Linked DNA regions of Mus musculus: all the other regions are linked to region 1. Evidence: chromatin contacts called from public HiChIP or PLAC-seq data. All regions are on one chromosome and are shown on one strand. Each heading gives the region's core, a stretch centred on a gene start, on an enhancer-like site or on the middle of the called end of the contact. The rest is flanking DNA. Distances are from core to core; before and after follow the strand shown. Region 1 overlaps Usp2 (ubiquitin specific peptidase 2). Region 2 has its middle 25 kb from the start of Ddx6. Region 3 has its middle 8.1 kb from the start of Gm22540.

Region 1 (2,761 bases), core at 77-2,576:
AAGGAGGTCATAGGAGGGAAACCAAGCTCTGGTCCTCTGTAAGCAAGTGAGCACTTTTGTGGTGCACACCCGTGGTCCCACCTTAAGGTTGGAAGATCAGGAATTCAAGGCCAGCCTAGGCTACATGAGACTGTCTCAAAAACAACAAAAAACAAAACAAAACAAAGCAAAACAAAAAACTAAAACCAAGACAACCCGCCAAGCCAAGCACCTCACAGATCAACAACCAATGAACAAATAAGATGGAGCACTGAAACTGGAGTCAGACATGAGGCTGTATACTCTGATCCCAACACCTGGGAGGCCGAAGCAAGAGAATCACTCGCATGGCTCCAACCAGGGTTACACAGGAAGGCTGTGTTTCAACAACAGATTCTGAAACTTGAGCCCCAACCAAGAACAGGCAAAGAAAGAAAACTAGAGGAGTGGGGGTGCATCTACAACACAACACCAGTCCAGCCTGGTGGAACGGAAGAGCTGAGAAGGGGAGCGGGGCCACGCCCACACGGGCTCCTCACCTTCCATGAGGGCCGTGTGAGCGCTGCTGGTGTGGCCGAGGTCCCGCATGTACAGCCTCTGGAGGCAGTAATCTCTCAGCTCTCGGGTGTTGCTCAGGCACTGAAGAATTGAGTTCATGAAGCACTAGGAGAGATCATCTAGCAATTAGTGGGCGTGCACAGCTCTGGGGTTTTCATAAGCATGTATTCCCGGCTCATGGCACTACTGCGATGTGGTAGCAACCTCAAGAGATGGGGCCCAGTGGGAGGCTTTCAGGTATTGGGGGCTTGCCCGGCAGAGGCCTGTAGGACTCCACTCTCTTCCCCCACTGCCCCCTCCCCCCCCACTTTGTATCCTGGCCATGAAGTGAATGGTTTTGCTTTGCTGTACCTGTGCCTTCTGCCTTGTCACAAGCCCAAAGCAACAGAGCCAGTAAGCAAGCCCAACACACCATCTTTATTAGGTTGATTTCTCTCATGTATCTATCGTGGGGGAAAGCTAACTAACAACACTGTGATGTGATGGGGTAGTGCCCCTTACCCAGCACTTCTGTTACCTAAAGGTTCTCTCTCTCTCTTCTACCCAAAATGAACTCTCTCACAGCTCCAGGCTCCTCCTTCCTGAGTGAAGGCAGGGCCGAGTGAGGCAAGTATGGGGGAAGGCCCTGTAATTGGCTCCTTCCTACTGAGGTGTACAAAGGGGTGTGGGCACACTGGTCAGCAGTGGGTGGGAAGTGACAGGAATCAGGAGGAAGATCCAGGAGAGCAGCAGGCTCGAAGTGACAAGGGCAACTTCCTTTTAGCAGTGCTTCCTGCTGGGGGCGGGTGAGACAGAGCCCCACAATTCACTGAAACCCCAGCCAGGAAGGGCAGGTGCTGATTGCCCTATAGGATAGGAAGCTAGCTGGAGCCAGGAGGGGACTCTGTAAAACTATCCCATTCAAGAGAGGAGGGAAGGGCTTCAGGGAAGAGGTGAGTTGGGAGGAACTTACCGTGTTCCCAAGGTTTCGAAGACCAGCCAGACCCTGGGCACTCTTTGAATTCTGTAAGTGAAGAACAGGTCACATGAGGGCGAGGGACAGCCCGGCGTCTGTACTAGTTCTCGCCCAACACTTCCTTCCCTTCCCCAGCAGACTTCTCTTTTCAGCCTCTGTCTGGGTCTTGGAGAGCAGGGAGGAATGCCTATTTTCATCACGCAGACTGCTCTCCGGGACTTTGCTCTTTTATGTACTTCCCTATCATTTTGCTCTTTTGAGACAGGGTCTCACTAGGTAGCCTAGTGAACGGATGGTGACCCTCCTGCCTCTGCCTCCCGAGTGTTGGGATTACAGGTATAAGCTACTACTACACCAGCTTTTCTATCTTTATTTTCTGCTACAGTGGAGACTAGAGGCTAGGGATTCATAATTTCAGGAATTTACTCAATTCCTCGTTAAATGAAATTGAAAGTTCAGCTCAGGCATGGTAATGAAAGCCTGCAATCCCAGCACCTGGAAACAGAGGCAGGAGAATTAGGAATTTGATCAAGGCCAGCCTCAGCTACATACATAGTGAACCCAAAGGCTAGCCTGAGCTATATGAAACAACAAAAACAGGGTTCATAGCTCAAATCCAGGCACTATTTCAAATGACCTATATTTATATTACATGTTCAATATATAAAGGGACCATCATAATTGGCATGTTAAGAAATTGAAATGACAAACCACTCTAATTGAGTTTCGATCTTCAGCTGGGGAAAACTCAAGCTGCCTGCCTGTCTGAATTGCCAGAGACAGGTGGAATTCCTTCCAGCTGAACTCAGCTTCTAAAGGGCTGAGCCAAGGCGGGAGGATCCTCCCAGCCCGGCTCGTCTCGGGTTTCAACATCCCTACTGGCCACTGCCCCAAGCTGAGGAAGCACCTGGCTGAAGGTGCCGCTCATGTCTCTACTGTGGAGGCTGGTGAGGGGGTTGGAGAGAGAACAGGTGTGAGATTGCAGGCTCTCGGTGTTATTTGTCAAGGTCTCTTAGCTAATCCTGGGCACACCTCCTAGGGATCAGAAACCCTTCAGGCTCAAAGGGTTAAAGCGGTTGAGTTTGGGGATGAGTCTGCCACCCCCTCTTGGAAAGGGGGCCTCGGAGCAGGCAACTCTGGTGCAACACTGGCTGGGGCATGCGTGGGGCCGGCTCAACCCTGATCAGAACAGGAGCCTGAAATAACTCAGCTAAAATTACTCATGCCATGTGCTGACAGCCTATGGGGCTGTCAGCGGCTCAAAGCCCA
Region 2 (2,761 bases), core at 79-2,578, 490 kb before region 1:
TCATCTCTCATGATTGGTACACCTATTTTTAGAAGATTTGTTGTTATCTTTAATCATGTGCATGTGTGTATGCTGGGCGGTATCAGCTCCTCATGGACCTGAATTACAGACAGTTGGGAATCGCCACCCGCATATGGGTGCTGGGAACTAAATCTGGGTCCCCTGGAAGAGCAGTGTGTGCCTTCAACCACTATAGTGAGCATGAAGGTAGGTGCGTGTAGTTAGTATAACAAAAGTTATATTTTATTATGCTGAGGGTTCACACTCTGAACTCCTAACTAATGGTTTGAAGCCTATCTCCCCAAGGCTACTCACCGGTACGAGTTATCTTAGCTGAAGGTCAGGTCCAGTCTTTAACAGAAGTCTAAAGTCTCTAAGTCTTTGATTTGAGGGTCAGGACCCTGTTTGAGATTCTGTAGCCACAGGGTAGATCAAGGTGGCGTCTCTCTAGATGTGTAGAGCAGAATATTGCTCTCGATCTCTGCTTATATACTGTTGAATGGGTGTCACGGGTTCCAGGACTGTGTCTGGTTATCTTGGGTGAAGGATATCCCTGGGTTCTGGTTATCGGGTGCAGCCTTGGGTGGAGTGTTGGATCTTGTCTAAGCTATTTTTAGATGTCTGAAAGGCATTTTGTTTTTTACTACGTTCATTATCATTTCCCCAGCCCCTGCAATGCTTTTACATTCCCTGAAGAGGTTGAGAACTATTTCTGAGCCAGACATGGTGGAGTTCCCCTTTAATCCCAGTACCTGAGAGGTGGAGGCAGCCAGAACTCTGTAAGCTTGAGGCCAACCTGGTCTACGTAGTGAGTACAACTGGGACTACACAGAGAATCCATGTCTCAAGGGAAAAGAAAAAAGGGAGAAGAAGGAGGAGGAGGATGAGAGGGAGGAGGAGGGGGGAGGGGGAGGGGAAGGGAGGAGAAAGGGAAGGGGGAAGGGGGAAGAAGAAGAAGAAGAAGAAGAAGAAGAAGAAGAAGAAGAAGAAGAAGAAGAAGAAGAAGAAAGAAGAGGAGGAGGAGGAGGGGAAGGAGGAGAAGGAGAAGAGGAAGAGGAAGAGGAAGAAGAAGAAGTCTCTCTGAATAAAGGATATTTTTATTTCTGGGAGCAGATGTTTGTCAACATGGAGAATTCATTCTTCCTTCTTGTTGGGCTTTTACTTCCACTTTTGAGAGCCTGCCTGGATCAGAGAGCTGCAAGTCACAGCTGCTTCATTGCTGACATCAACACATCACTCTCAACTCCCGTTGAACTGCAGTCTCCTAATAGGGGATTTCGTATTTTCCCTTGGCCCCTCCCCCTTTTGGCGGCCCCTCCTCCTACACGCTACCACTAGGTTGCTTCCTGGTTCTCCTTTGCCTACAGAAAGCCCACACTACTGTTTGTTTTGCTTGAGATGGTGTCCCCCTTTTGGTAAGCTGGTCTTGATGTCATCGGCAAAAGTGCCCCTTGAGGAACTGGAATCACGTGTTTGCAGCACTGTGCCTGCCAGACTGCCAGGGACCACACAACTGAAGTACTTTTGGGACCCTCCCCGGTCTTTATATTTGTTTATTTACATTTTATTTATATTTGTTTATTTATCTTTATGTTTGTTTACTTACGTACTGCTTTTTTTTTTTTTGAGGGGCAGGGTATAAAACAGGGTCTTTTATATCCCAAGCTGGCTTCAGACGCTTTGTGTAGCTAAAATCACCCTGACCTCATCCTCCTGTCTCTGTCTCCCACATCACAGACCTGGTTTATTGGGTGCTGGGGATCAAACCTAGGACCACATGCCTTGTATGCAAGTGCTCTCCCAACCCAGCCCCAGGTCCAGCCCTGTAAAGTTAATGTCCTCACTCCCCACCAGAGTCTTCACTATTCTTTTCTATCTCTGCATCCTCAAGAACAGAGAGCAAGACTGCATCCACGAAGCTCCCGTAGAGCTGTGGACACGTCTGTTTCCCACGAGGAAGGAGTTTCCATCACAGCAGCTGCCTAGGGGAGGGAGCGTTAAAGATTTTGCTCTTCCATCCTTCTCCTGACTTCCAATTGACTGATTTGTTCAAAACTCTAAAAATATTTATTAAGGAGAAAGACGTACATGATCTGAAGAGAACCCAAAGTATAATCAAAGTATTTGCTGCCTGATGATGCCACACTAGACAAATGTGCCTAAGTCATTTTCCTGTTGTAATAATTATGACATGTGGTGTTGGAGCAATGGCCCAGTTGGCTTGCTTTACACTCATAAAGACCTGAATTTGGTGCTGGTGAGATAGCTCAGTGGGTAAGAGCACTCGACTGCTCTTCCAAAGGTCCGAAGTTCAAATCCCAGCAACCACATGGTGGCTCACAACCATCCATAATGAGATCTGACTCCCTCTTCTGGAGTGTCTGAAGACAGCTACAGTGTACTTACATATAATAAAAATAAATAAATCTTAAAAAAAAAAAAAGACCTGAATTTGATTCCTGAGGCCCACATAGAAGGCTAGACATTATGTCATGACCTTAGCCAGCCAGCACAGCCCAACTGTGAGCCCCAGGTCCCTCTGAGAGACTCTGTCTCAAAAAACAAGATGCAGGACGGCAAGAAAGCTCAGCAGAGGCTGGGCGTGGTGGCGCATGCCTTTCATCCCAGCACTTGGGAGGCAGAGGCAGGCGGATCTCTGAGTTCAAGGATAGCCTAGTCTACAGAGTGAGTTCCAGGACAGCCAGGGCTACACAGAGAAACCCTGTCTCATAAAACAAAAACAAAAACAAAAAAAAACAAA
Region 3 (2,761 bases), core at 192-2,691, 380 kb before region 1:
ACGTGTTTAAGGGATAGTGACAGGGAAATCCAGAGGGATGACGTGGGACAGGCAATTCATGTCTAGGATCCCCACATTGGGACATGATACTAGTATCCAACCTGCCCCCCAACTCCACCTCCAAAGATACGATCAATGAAAAGATGAAGATGCTTAATTGAAATTTGAAGAGTAAGAAATCAGAACCGGCTCGGCTTGGGGATTGTGACCCATACTGGTGCTCGCTGAAAGGCATTGCTGAGTGTCTCCAAGGGTGAGCCAGGGAGACTATCCTGCAGAACACCCTCAAAAGAAGATTGAATTGACTGAGCACTGGAACAGAAACTGTGCCATGCTGCTGCCCTGCCCCCCATGTCCTTCCTTCAGGTCAGAGTGCAATCAGCTTAAGGCGGTACCCTCCACCCACACACCAGGGCAGCAGACCTCTACCCAGAACCCACTGGGATCCAAACTCTGTTCCGCTGAGACGCTCCTCTCTGTCCAGGAGGGACACAAGTTCTTGCCTGCCCAACAGACCCCAGTTTTCGGCTTGAGAAGGGAGGGGTGAGAAAGAGTCCCTAGAAACAGATCTGAACAGGGGAAGGACAGAGGGACCTGGGGGAACTGAGAGGGGAAACAGGTGAGCACCTTGCACCCTTAGAAGAGCAGACCAACTGAGGATGAGAAAAGAGAGATTGAATTGGGAGGGGGGCAGAAAAAAGATTTGCTGAGAAGCTGATGAAGTGCAACTGAGAAAACTGTTGCCATGGTGACAGGTCCAGAGGAGGGAATAGGAATATAAATCGGATTATGAATTTTAGGGATCTGGTATGTGCTGGAGTGGGGACTGAAACCCCAAAGGCAGTTCTCCCATTACTGGGCCTTCTTACTCGACTTCCTTCAGCCTGTGAGGAATACCTATCCAGCTGTCACACCCAGGCCAGAAAAGCAGCAACTGCAGAGGGCTCTGTGTTCTAGCATGGAGGGAGACAGACTACACCTGCATTCTTACCTCAAGGGTTCCTGGCCTCTTGCAGCACCCATCTTCTTTCAGAGCCCCCAAAGGACCCCAAACGAGTTCAGAGGAGATGAGCTTATTCTAAGCATCTACTACTTGCCAGGCACCGTGTTAGGCTCTCTGAACCTCCTATTCTTTCGCATCACCCCTGACCTGTAAAGTGGAGATTACAACTGCTATTCACAACCTGAGTTCAAGGTCAGGGCTGGACCCTCTGCTCCAGCTCATTCGTCCCCTTCCCAGCCCTCTGCTTACCTCAGGAGCCTGCTTCCTGACCTCCAGGCTTTCCCTTTACCCTGAAGGCGGGTCGCACCCTTGGGAGCTGATCAAAGGGCACACTACTTGGAACTGGCTGCCTTCATTTTTTTATGCCATAGACAGAGGCTCAGGGTTCAGAGCTCCGTGGGAGGCTCAGGGCTACTATTCGGGCTGGCTTGGGGAAGTGGAGAGGAAGGGACTGGGTTCAGAAACTCCTGGAGCAGGAAGAGGGTGCGGCAAGCACAAGCCAGGCTGTCTCTAGCAGTCGTGAGAACTCAAAGCTTGAACCAGGGCACCTAAGGAACCAGGGAAGCAGCAGGCTCTGGTGTGTCAGTAAGAGTGACCAGGGGGTGGTGTGTGCCTGCAGATCCCTCTGCAAGAAGTGGTGGCAGGGACAAAGCAAGGGGGAGAGACAACTTCCCCTATCCCTATCCCTTGGGCTTCTGTACAAATAACAGCTTTGCAAAGGGCACCAGTAGCCGATGTGCACGTCAAGCAAGCAAGGTCTGGGGATGCAGAAAGCCAGCTTCAGGTTTGTGGCCTGGGCAGCCATGCCAAAACCACCCATCAGCTTCAGGAGGCTGGGAAAGGAATCAAAGCATTACTGACCTCTTCCCATGACTCTCTGCTCTTCTTCCTGGTGGTAACCTTGGCTATCACAGCTATAGGTGGGCTTGGGCTACACCCCAACTGGAAAGTCCCTATTGGTGGTGGTGAGAGCTCAGAAACTGCTAGACCTCAAGAGGAATTAAAAACGGCCATTCTTGGGTCCCTAGGCCACTTGGCTGGAGATGGAGTCCTACTGTTCTTTGGCTATGATCTAGGATCTGCTTCCTTTTGGTAAGGCACTCAGGCCTTCTCTATACTCCATTCACATCCCAGGAAGGCTCCCGAATCTCCTTCCCTGTGCCCATCAGAGGTGCCGTCTTCCTTACTTTTCTATTGCTGTGAAGAGACACCTTGATCAAGGCAACTTATAAAAGAAAGCATTCAATTAGGGACTTGCTTACAGCTTAGGCTTTTGAAAACTCAAAGCCCACTCCCAGGTACGTACCTCTTCCAACAATGTCACACCTCTTAATCCTTCCCAGACAGTTCCACCAACTGAGGACCAAACATTCAAATATATGAGTGTATGGGGACCATTCTCATTCAAAGGACCACAGGGACTTAGAGAATCTTAGAAACTATATGACAGGGCTTAGGAGGGAAGACCCCACTCTGAGCTTCCTCTGATCCTGTCCTCCCCAGGCTGTCTGGCCTCTTGGACTTTAGGGAGCCCTAGGCCCATCTCCATACAGACATTTCCTCTTCAGTATCCTCTTGTCCATGCTAGTCCTTCTTGTTTACATGTCTCCCAGTACAAGCTGTCGTCTTGCGCTACCAGGGATCGAACCTAGGACAATATGCACGTTAGGCCAATAAACGCTCAATCAGTGAGCCACAGCCTCAGCCCGAAGAGCTCCCCGATGGCTTCGCCTTGCCAAAGCCAGGAGCAGATTTCAA

Evidence for each region. HiChIP or PLAC-seq counts read pairs in DNA pulled down with a chosen protein or histone mark.
Region 2: an H3K27ac HiChIP or PLAC-seq map of microglia shows a contact between it and region 1, with 4 times the contacts expected there. The contact joins two enhancer-like sites.
Region 3: a contact with region 1 is called in an H3K4me3 HiChIP or PLAC-seq map of bone marrow-derived macrophages, with 4 times the contacts expected there. The contact joins two enhancer-like sites. A contact is called at or near these places in 2 of 39 promoter capture datasets (the HPC-7 cell line and pre-B cells), 2 of 115 datasets of contacts at active chromatin or transcription factors (bone marrow-derived macrophages and extraembryonic endoderm stem cells) and 2 of 9 other capture datasets (adipose tissue and pancreatic islet).

What each region holds. Positions count from the first base shown.
Region 1 is chr9:44,087,911-44,090,671 of GRCm38.p6, reverse strand. It overlaps Usp2 (ubiquitin specific peptidase 2), which reads right to left. Exons shown (of 13, transcript NM_198092.2): 3 at 1,490-1,540; 4 at 519-642. Among named protein-coding and RNA genes, the nearest start is that of Gm39325, 4.3 kb to the right of the region's middle. Within about 2 kb of position 1,326, at least 73 of the 459 cell types and tissues checked have an H3K27ac peak or open chromatin away from gene starts, as enhancers often do. A contact at or near this core is called in bone marrow-derived macrophages and microglia, where this site is marked.
Region 2 is chr9:44,578,103-44,580,863 of GRCm38.p6, reverse strand. No RefSeq gene overlaps it. Among named protein-coding and RNA genes, the nearest start is that of Ddx6, 25 kb to the left of the region's middle. Within about 2 kb of position 1,328, at least 73 of the 459 cell types and tissues checked have an H3K27ac peak or open chromatin away from gene starts, as enhancers often do. A contact at or near this core is called in microglia, where this site is marked.
Region 3 is chr9:44,467,006-44,469,766 of GRCm38.p6, reverse strand. No RefSeq gene overlaps it. Among named protein-coding and RNA genes, the nearest start is that of Gm22540, 8.1 kb to the left of the region's middle. Within about 2 kb of position 1,441, at least 15 of the 459 cell types and tissues checked have an H3K27ac peak or open chromatin away from gene starts, as enhancers often do. A contact at or near this core is called in bone marrow-derived macrophages, where this site is marked.